Linked DNA regions of Zea mays: region 2 is linked to region 1. The links are chromatin contacts, called in public Hi-C maps. All regions are on one chromosome and are shown on one strand. The core of a region is the stretch at or near the end of the contact, and the rest is flanking DNA. Distances in the headings are between cores, read along the strand shown.

Region 1 (6,519 bases), core at 1,922-4,421:
GCTTTCATAACATATAGTCTGACGTCCACCGTTGGACTAGTCCAACACACATTTTTCCTCTTTAGAACCTCTCTATCCACCAGCACTACTATGTTTGATGGTTCAATACTCTTATTTGCCTTGATCTAATGCTCTACTGAGCATGAATAGTGTTTTCATTTGGTCTGACACTATGTTTCTCTTGTAGTCCAACAACTAGAACAACACTCCTATGATCACCCCTTTAGGGTTTGCTTAGTCGTATGGTTCGAAGTCCCTTAGCATGTGGTCTAAAACTAAAAGTTGTCTAAAGGGGAGTGAATAGGCGAAACCTAAAATTTTAACTCAAATAAAAAAACTTGATCTGAGAATTATCGCAATATGGGTTAGAATGAGAATGGTAAGTCTAGGAAAAAAATCCAAGTTCAATATTTGCTATTGTTGCTAAAGAACGGAAGTGGATAATTGATGTTGGCAACAATATAGGATGTAAGTGTAGAATAAGTATAACTTCGAGAAGAAAGGGGCAAAACAAATGACAAAGAGAAAGCATAAAGAGACATAATGATTTATTTATCGAAGTTTGATTTCACAAAGAAATCCATGTCTCCGTTGAGGAGTTCCTAAAAGATAGGGTCTCTTTCAATCCTTTCCTCACTCAAGTGATCACCAAGATCAAACTTGAGTCTTTACCTTGCTCAATGCTGGGACATATGTCTCGCAAGGTTCTCCACACAACTTAGAGCTCTTGCCCGCTTTACAACTAAATGAGAGCTTCAACTCCTAGACAAAAAGACACCCAGAAGGTCCGGTGAACAGGAGGAGGACGCACCGACGAGGACCCAGAGACCGAAGCCTTGTCGCCAAGCCAAGAATTAGCTAGGACACCACCTTGTAACCCTTAGCTCTACCTCCACCACGATAAGAGACTTGGGAGCCTCTCCTCCCTCTGTTGCTCGCTTGTAACTCTTACTACGAGCTTTGATATCAATGGTGCCGGTAGCGTAAGCCACCGATGAATGGAAGTATGGACATTCTGCCCGAACTAGTATAAATTCTGCGTCCACCGCGCACATCGTCTGGAGCCTGGAACGAGCACAATAAATTTACTTGTTGGAGCAAGGTTTGAAACATCGACACTTCTCTTGCTCAACTTGTGGCTTTGGTTGAGGCTTCACTTGTGGCTTCACCAATTTCTTGGTTGGGCACATTGAGGTGAGGTAACCCCAAGTGTGACACTTGAAATATTTGTCATGGTTTAGCCTCTCTTCTTCCTTCTTTAACTTGAGCTTGTCCTTGTTGGGACATGCCTTGGCAAGATGACCCATCTCATGGCATTGATAACACATGAAATGAGATAGCATATTTTCTTTTAGCTTCAAGCGCTTGCCTTTGCTATTGCTCTTGTTGAAACCAAGGTCACTCTTATCACTATATCTTCTTTGATTTTTTATTATAAGATCATGTGTGACTTTTGATTTATGTCACCCCTCAAATTTGTTGCTCAATCTTTGATTTATATCTTCTTCACAATCTTCTTTAAAGAGCTCAGTAGGGAACCACCACCAAGCCGTCTAGAAGGTGACAACCTTTAAGAGTAACAAGCCAACGACCTTGCTTGATGATCTCCCTAGTGCCTCAAAGCTCAACCAACTGATACAGTACACTAGATGGCTATCAATCTCACTAGAATGCAATCCCAAACAATATGAGTGGGAGAGAGAAGAGGAAGGCTCTAATATGCTTATAAGTGTTCCAAATGGCCTCCTTAAGGTGCCCAAACCGGACACCAAGTATATATAGTCCCCCTCTCAAAACTAGCCATTATGGTCACTTTTCGAGCAGACCGGGCATCCTCGGACAATCTACATTTCAAGCTCGGACTGTCACACAAGAATCCCAACGGCTATAAACGACTATAATATGTTAGAGCACCCCAAATTTTTTTGGGGACGGTCTGCCCCATAAAGCCGGACAATTCGTAATACATTAAACCGAGGCATACTGAGGTTCTACTGACTTGGCATGGTTGCTGAAATTTGTACTCCATCAAAACCGGGGAGCGTTAAATGGGGAAAGTGAGATGCAGACAGTGACACTACTCGTGATACCTATGGACGCTACCACGACGAGGTTGGATCACAGAGATTGACACATAAACCAAGAACAAATATCTATTTTGACTAAAATGTTATACTCCTCCCTTTCTAAAATAATAGTTGTTTTAGCTCTTTGTTTTTATGTCTATATTTAAATGAAGGAATATATATATGTATATATAAACATAAATCAAGTACTGTATGAATCAATTAATTAACTAAAATAAAATTTATTTGGGAGAGAGAGTATATCTGAAATGCCTATATAGCCAAATACTTTTATACTAGTATATTTTTATATCTATACTATACTTAAAGCACCAGTTTCAACGGTCGTCCCGCGTCACCTTTTTACAAATAACCCCTCAAAGCTATTTCAAATTAACCCGTTGCACGCCTATAGATGGACTCCATGGTGTTTGAGGTTGCTGAATTGGATGGAGCAACAATGATTTGTCACACTAACGGTAAAATGAAATGTAATTTGTTGGTTTTAAACATTAGTAATTGCTACGAAGTAGCATAATTTATATGGAGCGCATCAAATTTTTATTGATGCCTTACTTTAGCAATCACTCCATATTTTGATCTATCTTTTTTATAAGTTTGAGTTCATATGACTTAATTTAGAAATTTGAGCTCACAAATTTTCTCTTATTTGGTCTCTGTATGGTGGAATTATGTCATTTTATAATCTCTGTTCGTTCAGTCAGTCGTTATGAACTCTCTTCTAATCGCTCACTTCATTAGTCGTGTTGTACCAATAGATATTGGATGGAGTAATCAATAACATTAGTTAGCTAAATCAAAAAATATTATATAGAGAGCGGAGACAATTAATTTTTTTAATTTTTTTGGTAAATAATTTATATATATATATATATATATATATATATATATATATATATATATATATATATATATATATATATATATATATATATATATATAACGGACAACCCACTAGTATGTACAAATTTTAAGATCGAAACTGTCTTGTATTCCACCGGTACAACCTACGTACCAATGTACCAGCTGACCAGCTCCTGTTCCCCTTGCCCCTGAACTTCGAGAGTATTCCAATCCAGCACCGAACCATCCAGAAGCAGCCGCCTCCTGCTCTTAAAAAACTCTCGTCTCTGGTCATCCATTCCACACACCCAACATCACGAAACCACGCGCAGATCCAAACGAACCCGAGCCCTTCCAAACCCTAAGCTCGCCTCCCCTCCCCCCCAAACACCACCGCGCACCTATGGCGAAGTACGGCGAGGGCGACAAGCGGTGGATCGTGGAGGAGCGCGCCGACGGCACCAACGTCCACAACTGGCACTGGGCGGAGCGCGACTGCCTGGAGTGGTCCCGCGCGCGGCTCTCTTCCCTGCTCGCGGGCCTCACCATCCTCGACGGCGAGGGCGGCCTCAGTCTCCGCACCGTCGCGCTCGACAAGCTTGATGGCGAGGCCTACGTCAACATCCGCAAGGGCAAGGTCATCCCGGGGTACGAGCTCTCGCTCACCCTCTCCTGGGAGGCCGAGGCCGCCTCGGAGTCCGGAGCTGCGAAGGTCACCGGCACCGCTGAGGTTCCCTACCTCGCCGACGAGAACGCCGACGAGGACCCCGACCTCCGCGTCACCGTGCGCGGCGACGAGACGCCCCTCGCGCTCCGCGCCAAGGACGCCTTCCTCTCCCGCGGGAAACCCATGGTGCTCGAGAAGATCCGGGAGTTCGTCGCTGCCATGGCCAAGGGTGGACCGGCCAAGGACGAGCTGGACTCCAAGAAAACTCCCACGAAGGTCGCCGGCTCCGCACCGGCGAAGGAGGCGGTACTGGCTCCTGCGCCGGCTGTGGAGAAGAAAAAGGCCAAGGGGAAGGACAAGGAGGGCTTCAAGACCATTGAGATGACGGAGAAGTTCTACTGCCGCTCAAAGGACATATATGAGATCTTGATGGATGAGAACAGATGGAAAGGGTTTACGCAGAGCAATGCGAGGATCAGCAGAGAGGTTGGAGGGGAATTTAGCCTCTTCGACGGGTCCATCACTGGCGTCAACGAGGAGCTGCAGGAAGGGAAGCTGATTGCACAAAAGTGGCGGTTTGGAAGCTGGCCTGACGGCTTGTACTCCTCGGTAAGATTCATGACATGCCTGGGTCCCTATGCCAGCTACTCATTTTGCTATTGCTCTTGTATGCTCACTAATTTAGGTACTTAATTTGGGTGCTGAGATTTAGGAAAATATGACGAATAACTCTTAATTCGTTTGTTGATTAGTAGTTTGTTGAATTCAAGACAATAAGATTAACATTTAATAAGACTATTCAAGAAAATACAAGTTTGATGAACCATGTCGTTGTTTCCAACCATTTTGAACTGTCATTAAAATATCAATCTAAAGATTAACACTAATCAATATATGTTCATGTAGCTCCCTCCTATGAATCCCTCCACTCCATATTATAGTTCACTTTAGCTTTATTCTAAGTCAGTTTCCTCTAACTTCGGCCAAGTTTATAGAAAAATGTATTAGCATCTACAAACATCAAACTAGTTTCCTTTATGGCATATTATTCTGATAGTGCATTTATTTGAACCTGCAAAAATTAGAGCCTGCTTGGTTTACAAACAAAAAATGCCATGCCAAATATTTGGCAAGCAAAAGTTGGGCAAAAAAATGTGCTATAGATTTGGCAATCCAAATGTGGGATCTTGGCAAGTTTTGGAAGCCAACAAATTAAAAGCCAAATCATGGCCTGTCAAATCTTTGGCTTGGCATATTTTGGAAGCCAACAAAGATGACCCTTAATTCGTTTTTTTATAAAAAAAAACGGTTAAAGTTAGGGAAGTTTGACTTAGGGTGAAGCCAAAGAAAACTATAATTTGGAATGGATGGAGTATATTTTAAACAAGCACATGGCACCATCTAGTGAAATACCATCTAATGTGTATACTGTATATTATTGAAACAGTTAGGTGCTCTAATTGAGCACTGTATGTTGCTGAATTTTCTCGCTCTAGTTAACATGTGCTCCCTCTTTAACAGAAAGAATGGAATTCTCGCTTTACAAACTATTCCAGATCTGCCTATATATGTAGGAATACTTTCAACAATTTTATCTTCAGATATATTTATTATGAAAACATAATCCATGATTAATGTAGTGATAATTGTTATGTAGTTAGCACTTATTTTTGTAAATATTTAGTCAAAGTTAGGATTGCTTGACTTCTTGGGAAGTGAGATTTCCATTCTTTTGGGTGGATGGAGAAGTTGCCAAGCGCACCGGCAACGTATGCGCACTGTCAACGTGTAGTCATGTACTATGTGGAAACATGCAATGTGCACCATTTATCTTGAGTTGAGTTTAGCAGTAATCACAACAGTTTGGTGAATTGTCTTCAGTCGGTATGCAATATTTCTTTGTGGTTTGTAGGGTCATGTAATTCTTATTTTGATTTCAGCAGTAATTTAGCAGATGAAATTTTGAATTTTTCGCAGTGGGTATGCAACACCTCCAAGCAATGCATAATACTGTATTAATGTATGTGGGGCTGTGGGCTCATCTTATTTGGAACGTGTGTGTAGTAGACTTGTGGATTTATATACTTGGCCGCCTCTTCTCCTTTCAAATGCTGCTCTATGGTTACTGCTGTAGGAATGTAGGATTTCACTTGAGTTAAGATATAGTGGCAGATGCTTTATGTGCACAAGGCATCTATCTATAATTATGATCACGCCTGTGCATACGACCTGGACTATGTTCGAGTGATGTGACGGAGTCTGGATTTCACCCGAAATGCAGGTCCGGTTGGTGTTTGATGAGCCCGAGTCTGGAGTTACAATCATAAAGCTCAAACAAACTGATGTGCCAGAGGAAGACAAGTATGTTGATATTCCTATGCTTCGAACACCAAATCTGTTGATGCTTGTCTCTTGTACTTACGATCTGTTTGCTTTTGAGTACTTGCAGGTATGGAAATTCAACTGTGGTAGAGAACACCGAGAGAGGCTGGAGAGAACTCATATTCCAGCGGATACGCGGAGTGTTCGGTTTTGGGATCTAAAGAATCTAAAGAGGCGATTTGGCATGAAGTTAGATTTCAAATTTTTACGGGGTCAGACCATGCACGTCATAGCAATCCATGTTTTATTCACCCATTTGTTTTCCATGTCCTTAAACACAGAACACTGCATATCGTGGGGGGTTTAAAAACATCTGTTATTCGAACGCTGCAATGTTGCTTGCTCCCGAAATGAGTCGACGCTGATCTGGGTTGGTTATCTTGTTGCAATGATTAAGAATGTGTGTCGGTGTGAAGCGTTTTAGTGGCTATATACTCGGTCCTCGTGTTGTGTTTTCGTTGCATTTGGACTTCAATTGAGTCGCTGTGTGCTATAGTAACGATCAGATCATATCCTTGTCTCGTGCTCGTGCCACTCGGA
Region 2 (5,646 bases), core at 209-2,708, 360 kb before region 1:
ATTAACCAACACAAAGTCGGCCTATTATTCTAGTGCCACCAATAGAGGTCTTGACCACAGGGATGGCATCTGCAAGCTCAGCCTCAAAGGCACTGGACAACATTAGGAGAACACACTGTTAGAGTTAGCATTTCATCCACTTCCACCAAAGGAGCCCAATGACCCAAATGTCAAGTCTCAAAGAAATATGTAAGACTAACCTGTAGAAGTTCTCTGACCCTCCAATCGCTACCAGACAGTAAGCATTTGTCAGCTTGGAGAAAACACCAATTTCACAGTTGTTCTCAAACTGGATACCTGAAAGAGTCCGCATCCACAAGTTGCAGATAAGTAATTGAAAACACATATTCCATGACCAGCAGGGTGAAAGGTTAACCCACCCATATTTAGACAAATAAAAAAACTGTATCTTTTATGTTTTTTTCATTGATGAAAAAACAAAAGAGAACAAAGCATGTATAAAAAATGAACAGAACAATTCTTACACTAGCACATGCAACTATTGCAATATGACTGTAATATTGTCAAAATACTGATTCTAGAAACTACACACAAGCCTTCACAGGTGTGTAGCGGCTTAAACATAGAGCAAACCGGATGCAACACTATCATTCAAGACTAAATTCCAACCAAAAACATGGACTAGCCAATACAAAAATAATATCAGCTAATCAAGTGCAACTTTGAACCCAAGATTTATATCTTGCCTCTGATACGCTGCATAAATCATGAAATGGTAGCTACTGAGTCTATTAATCATGAATCGTTGATGACACTAACATGCCATATAACAACCTTAAAACAAAGATTAGAGCACCGCCAACTCGAACACATACGAATCATCTAGGCACAAAACTCGCACCCAGAAATATGACACGAAGGAAATAAAAACGAAACATACGGGTAGCCATGGTCGATTGGTCTTGGCCGCCGCAGCTCCTCGTCTAAACGCGCACCTGCAGATCAAACGCCGAGCTGATTAAGAACTTATCGAACGAGGGGAAAAAACGATTAGAGGTGGCGCATCTACAGGCCCAGGAGGAAGAACTCCACGGTGCCTCGGTGGTTCCAGAGGAAAAGGTGCGCCGCCGCCGCCGCGGCGCCGAGGTGGGAAGAGGCGGTCGGGCACGTGTACGGCCAGGGAGGCAGGGATCTGGGTTTCACCTTCGCGGCTAGGCGCGGGTGGGGGCAGACGCCGGTGCACGCCACGACGAATCCCCGAGACACCCCCACCTCCCAAGAACCTAACCGACGCACGCTGCAGCGTGGAAAAGAAAATAGGGACTAGGGAAGCGGGGCGGGAAAGAGAGGAGGAGCGATCATGCTTACCAGTCAGAGCGCAGCGGAGGCCGCAAGGTCGCCGCCGGGGACTAGGGTTTACGCTGCGGTGCGGGGGTCGGGGATGAGAATGAGACGGAACGGAAGAGGGCAAGAGGCCACCCGGTCCCGGTTTGATTTGAGAGGTCAGGTCTGAAGGCGACCCGATCGAATGGGTTGCTTGACCGACCCGATCGCACAGGTTGGGCTGGGCTGCAGGAGGGCATTCAGTTGGGCTACGTCGTCTGTCTTGGGCTCTTAGCCCTTTTGTTTAAAAAAACATTGATTTTTTTGCTTTAATTAATGTCGATTACTATCGTGCCATTGCAAATTGCATACTTGCCGCTCTCGGTGATACAGGCAGGTCCCATGTGTCAGTGACATCTTTTCAATATCAAGGGATATGACCTTGCGTGGATGTTGGTAAGCAACAACTTTATCATCTGTCCCACTCGTAAGATGGTGGGCCTACTATCATGGCTGAACTAGACTTCTAGTAGAGCGATTAGTTGACTGTCTCCTTCGTTGAGATGCTCGAGATCCTATAGACATAGGGGCATAGGGCACACTGTTGTCCAACACTTTAGACATCTCCAACAACATGTTACGGGTAGTACCACCACAGGGTCTGCTATGCTACAGAGCACGACGTGGAACTCACTCAACTCAGGGTTGTGCATGCAGGTGTGATGAATTTGGCGATGCAGTTGTGTCCGCCTCCTTTTTCCACTATAAACTCCTTTGATTTTTCATGTCCTCTTTCTAATATCATGAGACCATAGATACTTTATATACCTCTTACAAATCTCACACCAGTGCGCATGATTTTCACATGCTAAGTAATTGGCTAATGAATTTTTCTTAACATGGTCCAACTTAGTCTAGCTCATTATTACCAAATATTAACTATTTTATAATAATAACAAAAGGGGATGTAGCTCAGATGGTAGAGCGCTCGCTTAGCATGCGAGAGGTACGGGGATCGATACCCCGCATCTCCAGTTTTTGTTGTTTTCTCTTTTTCTCCATTTTTTTCGTGTAAGTCGTGCCTTTCGAAACCTACTGCACTCAAGCTTCACCGCACCTCTCAAAGTCTTTAAAGAAGCAAAAGAAAAAGCAACACAAAAAGGCCCGAATCATTTGTCAAGATCCGAGATTTCATCCACTGCACCTCTCAGTCTTTTAAGAAGCAAAAGAAAAAGTAAAACTTTTATTTTGCCAAGCACACACGCTGCTTGTCTCTACTCACTCTCCACGCTAGCACCTTGGCCCAAAAACTTACAATAACTCCCAATTCATGTGACGCTAGAGTCTAGCAATTCTCGTGGTCAGATTTTTCTGTATCTCTATGTTTTTAATTTTTGTAAAAATAAACATCGAAGCAAGTAGCATGGTTTTCTCTGTCCTTTAAATTGCGAGTAATTAATTATATTAGAATGTTGTCTCCTGGAATTTATCCCAACGTCCCATCGTCAATCAGTTGGAACTTGAGAGCCAAAGGATCATTTACAGAGCGGAATGAGAAGGCGAGCGAAGACGATCATTTTTAAAACTCTTATACCTGTTGAGTTTTAATAAGGCTCTCTTTATAAAGAAAAATCTTATTAAACATGAGTACTCCATCCATCTGTGTAAGAGATAATCTAGTTCTCGATCTAGGAAATTGTCCGTCTAATTGAAAGCTAGAAATCGTACTTTTTATTTTGCCACGGAGGGACCGTGGTCCATGACCGATTCATACTCAAGTAAGAAAGTGTTACATGTTGGATCTTTTATGGGTTTGGCTCATTTATTGAATAAACTCTATGGTGCGTAATGGTGGAGAATACCAATAGTACCACATTGAAAGTCCAAGGGTCTTTTGCCTTGACTTATATGGTGGGATTTATTCCACTTAACTTGAGAAGTCAAGAAATGGACAAGGGCGTGTCACGCGCGTGCGCCGCCGCCGACCGAGTGACCCTGTCTCTTCATCAGCTAGCCGAGTGACCCTTCTCCTTCAGCTGCCGACTCATGGCGTGACTCGGCGAGAGCTGGCCGACTAATGGCATAACGACTCGGCGACCTTTCTCCTTCAGCTTCCCTCTGCGAGAGGTTAAATAGAGGAGCACCCCTGTCATTCGGTACACGCGAGAACACTTTCAGAATCGCAGTCCAGCCGCCGAGTGAGGGTATTTCCATCTCGTGACTCTGCGCGCACAGAGAAGCAATAGGGCAGGTGCCTCCGAAGCCGGTGCCGCTCCAACATGACAAAAGAAGCTGGTCAAGGATCTGGATCATCAGAGCGCATCGGAGGGTATGATCGTTTTATTTACTTACTGTTTTGTGTTCTGGATATTATATATGTTTCATATATTCTTCTATGCTGCTTCATATGTAGGAATGATTTTATCTTATCTGTTCTGTCTTATTGTAATATGATAGATCTGTCTGTTTTAATTTTACAGTCATGATGTTTGTGTTTCTATCTGTTTATTTTCATCTGTTCAGTCAGTATACATGTTTATCATATTTATATGATTTATATAATTCACATGCTCTATGTTCTCTTGATTCATATTGGTATGGATCAATTTAAGATCACGATTTCTATAGTTAATTATTTATTATATGTCATCATCATAATGTTAATTTATGGAATTAAAATAATACGGAAAATGCCTATAATTCTAACAATCCAAAAACCTAATGTTAGACATTTTTCTGTCAGAGGTTTTGTTGTTGTGCTAAAGCCTGATCTTTTCGATGGTAAAAACTTCTTGATATGGAAGGCTAAGATGGAATTGTGGCTAACTGCAATGTCTTGTTTTCATACCGCTGAGGACAAGCCTGCCAACTTACCTCCTGAGGATGAGGCTAAGTTTAAGGCTGAAGACAACCTCTTTCGAGGTGCAGTGATTAGCGCACTTGACACAAAATTCCAGAAAAGCTATATCATCCTTCCCACGGGGAAAGAGCTGTGGGATGCTCTTGTTGGAAAGTTTGGAGTTACTGACGCTGGTAGCGAGCTGTATCTCATGGAGCAGTTGTATGACTACAAGATGGTTGAGAACCGATCTGTAGTGGAACAGGCTCATGAGTTTCAGGCACTAGCTAAGGAACTCGAACTTTTTCCTTGTCCTTTGCCTGACAAGTTTGTGGCTGGCGGTATAATCGCCAAGTTGCCACCTTCTTGGAAGGACTTTGCTACCTCTCTCAAACATAAGAGACAAGAGTTCAATGTGGAAGAGCTCATTGGTACTCTTGATGTTGAGGAAAGGGCTAGAACAAAGGACAGTGGAAAAGGTGTTGAGACCTCTACTGCAAATATGGTGCAGAAGAGAAACTTCCGCAAGTTTATCAAGAAGAAAAACCAGAACAAACAAGAGAATGCGAATAAACCTGTTCAAACAGCACAATTTAAAAAGAAGAACAACAATAACAAGGGAAAGGGAGGATGCTTTGTCTGTGGCAGTGATCAACATTGGGCAAGAGAGTGCCCTGATCGCAAGTTCACACAGGACAAGAAATCAGCTAATGTTGTAACCACTGAAACTGGAGAAGAAACATCTGGGTATGGTAATTCTTTACCATTAGTTCTCTCAGTTTGTAATTCACCTGAGTGGTGGATGGACAGTGGTGCAAATATTCATGTGTGTGCTGATGCCTCTATGTTCTCCTCCTACCAGGTCGGGAGGTCTGGCGCCTTGTTAATGGGAAATGGGTCGCGTGCTCATGTTCTTGGTGTTGGTACGGTCATTCTGAAGTTTACTTCGGGAAAGACGGCGCCATTGAAGAGCGTGCAACATGTGCCCTCTATCAAGAAGAATCTCGTTAGCGCTTCTATGCTATGTCGAGATGGATACAAAGTTGTTCTTGAGTCTAATAAATGTGTTGTGTCGAAACATGGTACTTTTGTTGGTAAAGGATATGACTGCGGAGGCTTGTTCCGCTTATCACTGCATGATGTGTGTAATAAACTGGTGAATTCTGTTCATTTTTCTGATGAGTCAGATTTATGGCATTCACGTTTTTGTCATGCAAGCTTTGGCTGTCTTATGTGGTTAGCAAATATAAATTTAATTCCTAAATTTAACTTGGTCAAAAAGTCTAAGTGCCATGTGTGTGTTGAATCAAAACAACCTCGCAAGCCTCACAAGGCTGCTGAGGCGAGGAGTTTGGCACCTCTAGAACTTGTTCATTCTGATCTGTGCGAGATGAATGAAATTTTGACCAAAGGTGGTAAAAGATACTTTCTCACTTTTATAGATGACTCCACTAGATTTTGTTATGTGTATCTCTTAAAAACAAAAGATGAAGCGTTCAATTATTTTAAGACCTATAAAGCTG

The links. A called contact is a pair of places that touch in the nucleus more often than the background predicts.
Region 2: a Hi-C map of leaf shows a contact between it and region 1, with 5 times the contacts expected there. The contact joins the promoter of LOC100282567 here to the promoter of LOC100285670 in region 1. A contact is called at or near these places in 3 of 25 Hi-C or Micro-C datasets (ear, leaf and tassel).

The regions. Positions count from the first base shown.
Region 1 is chr1:202,206,228-202,212,746 of Zm-B73-REFERENCE-NAM-5.0, reverse strand. It overlaps LOC100285670 (Activator of 90 kDa heat shock protein ATPase), which reads left to right and starts at 3,171. Exons shown (of 3, transcript NM_001158561.2): 1 at 3,171-4,206; 2 at 5,879-5,958; 3 at 6,047-6,519. The coding sequence starts at 3,334. The coding sequence ends at 6,140.
Region 2 is chr1:202,565,516-202,571,161 of Zm-B73-REFERENCE-NAM-5.0, reverse strand. It overlaps LOC100282567 (eukaryotic translation initiation factor 6), which reads right to left and starts at 1,458. Exons shown (of 8, transcript NM_001155475.2): 1 at 1,330-1,458; 2 at 902-956; 3 at 201-297; 4 at 7-92. The coding sequence starts at 911. It overlaps TRNAA-AGC (transfer RNA alanine (anticodon AGC)), which reads left to right and starts at 2,246; the gene lies at 2,246-2,318.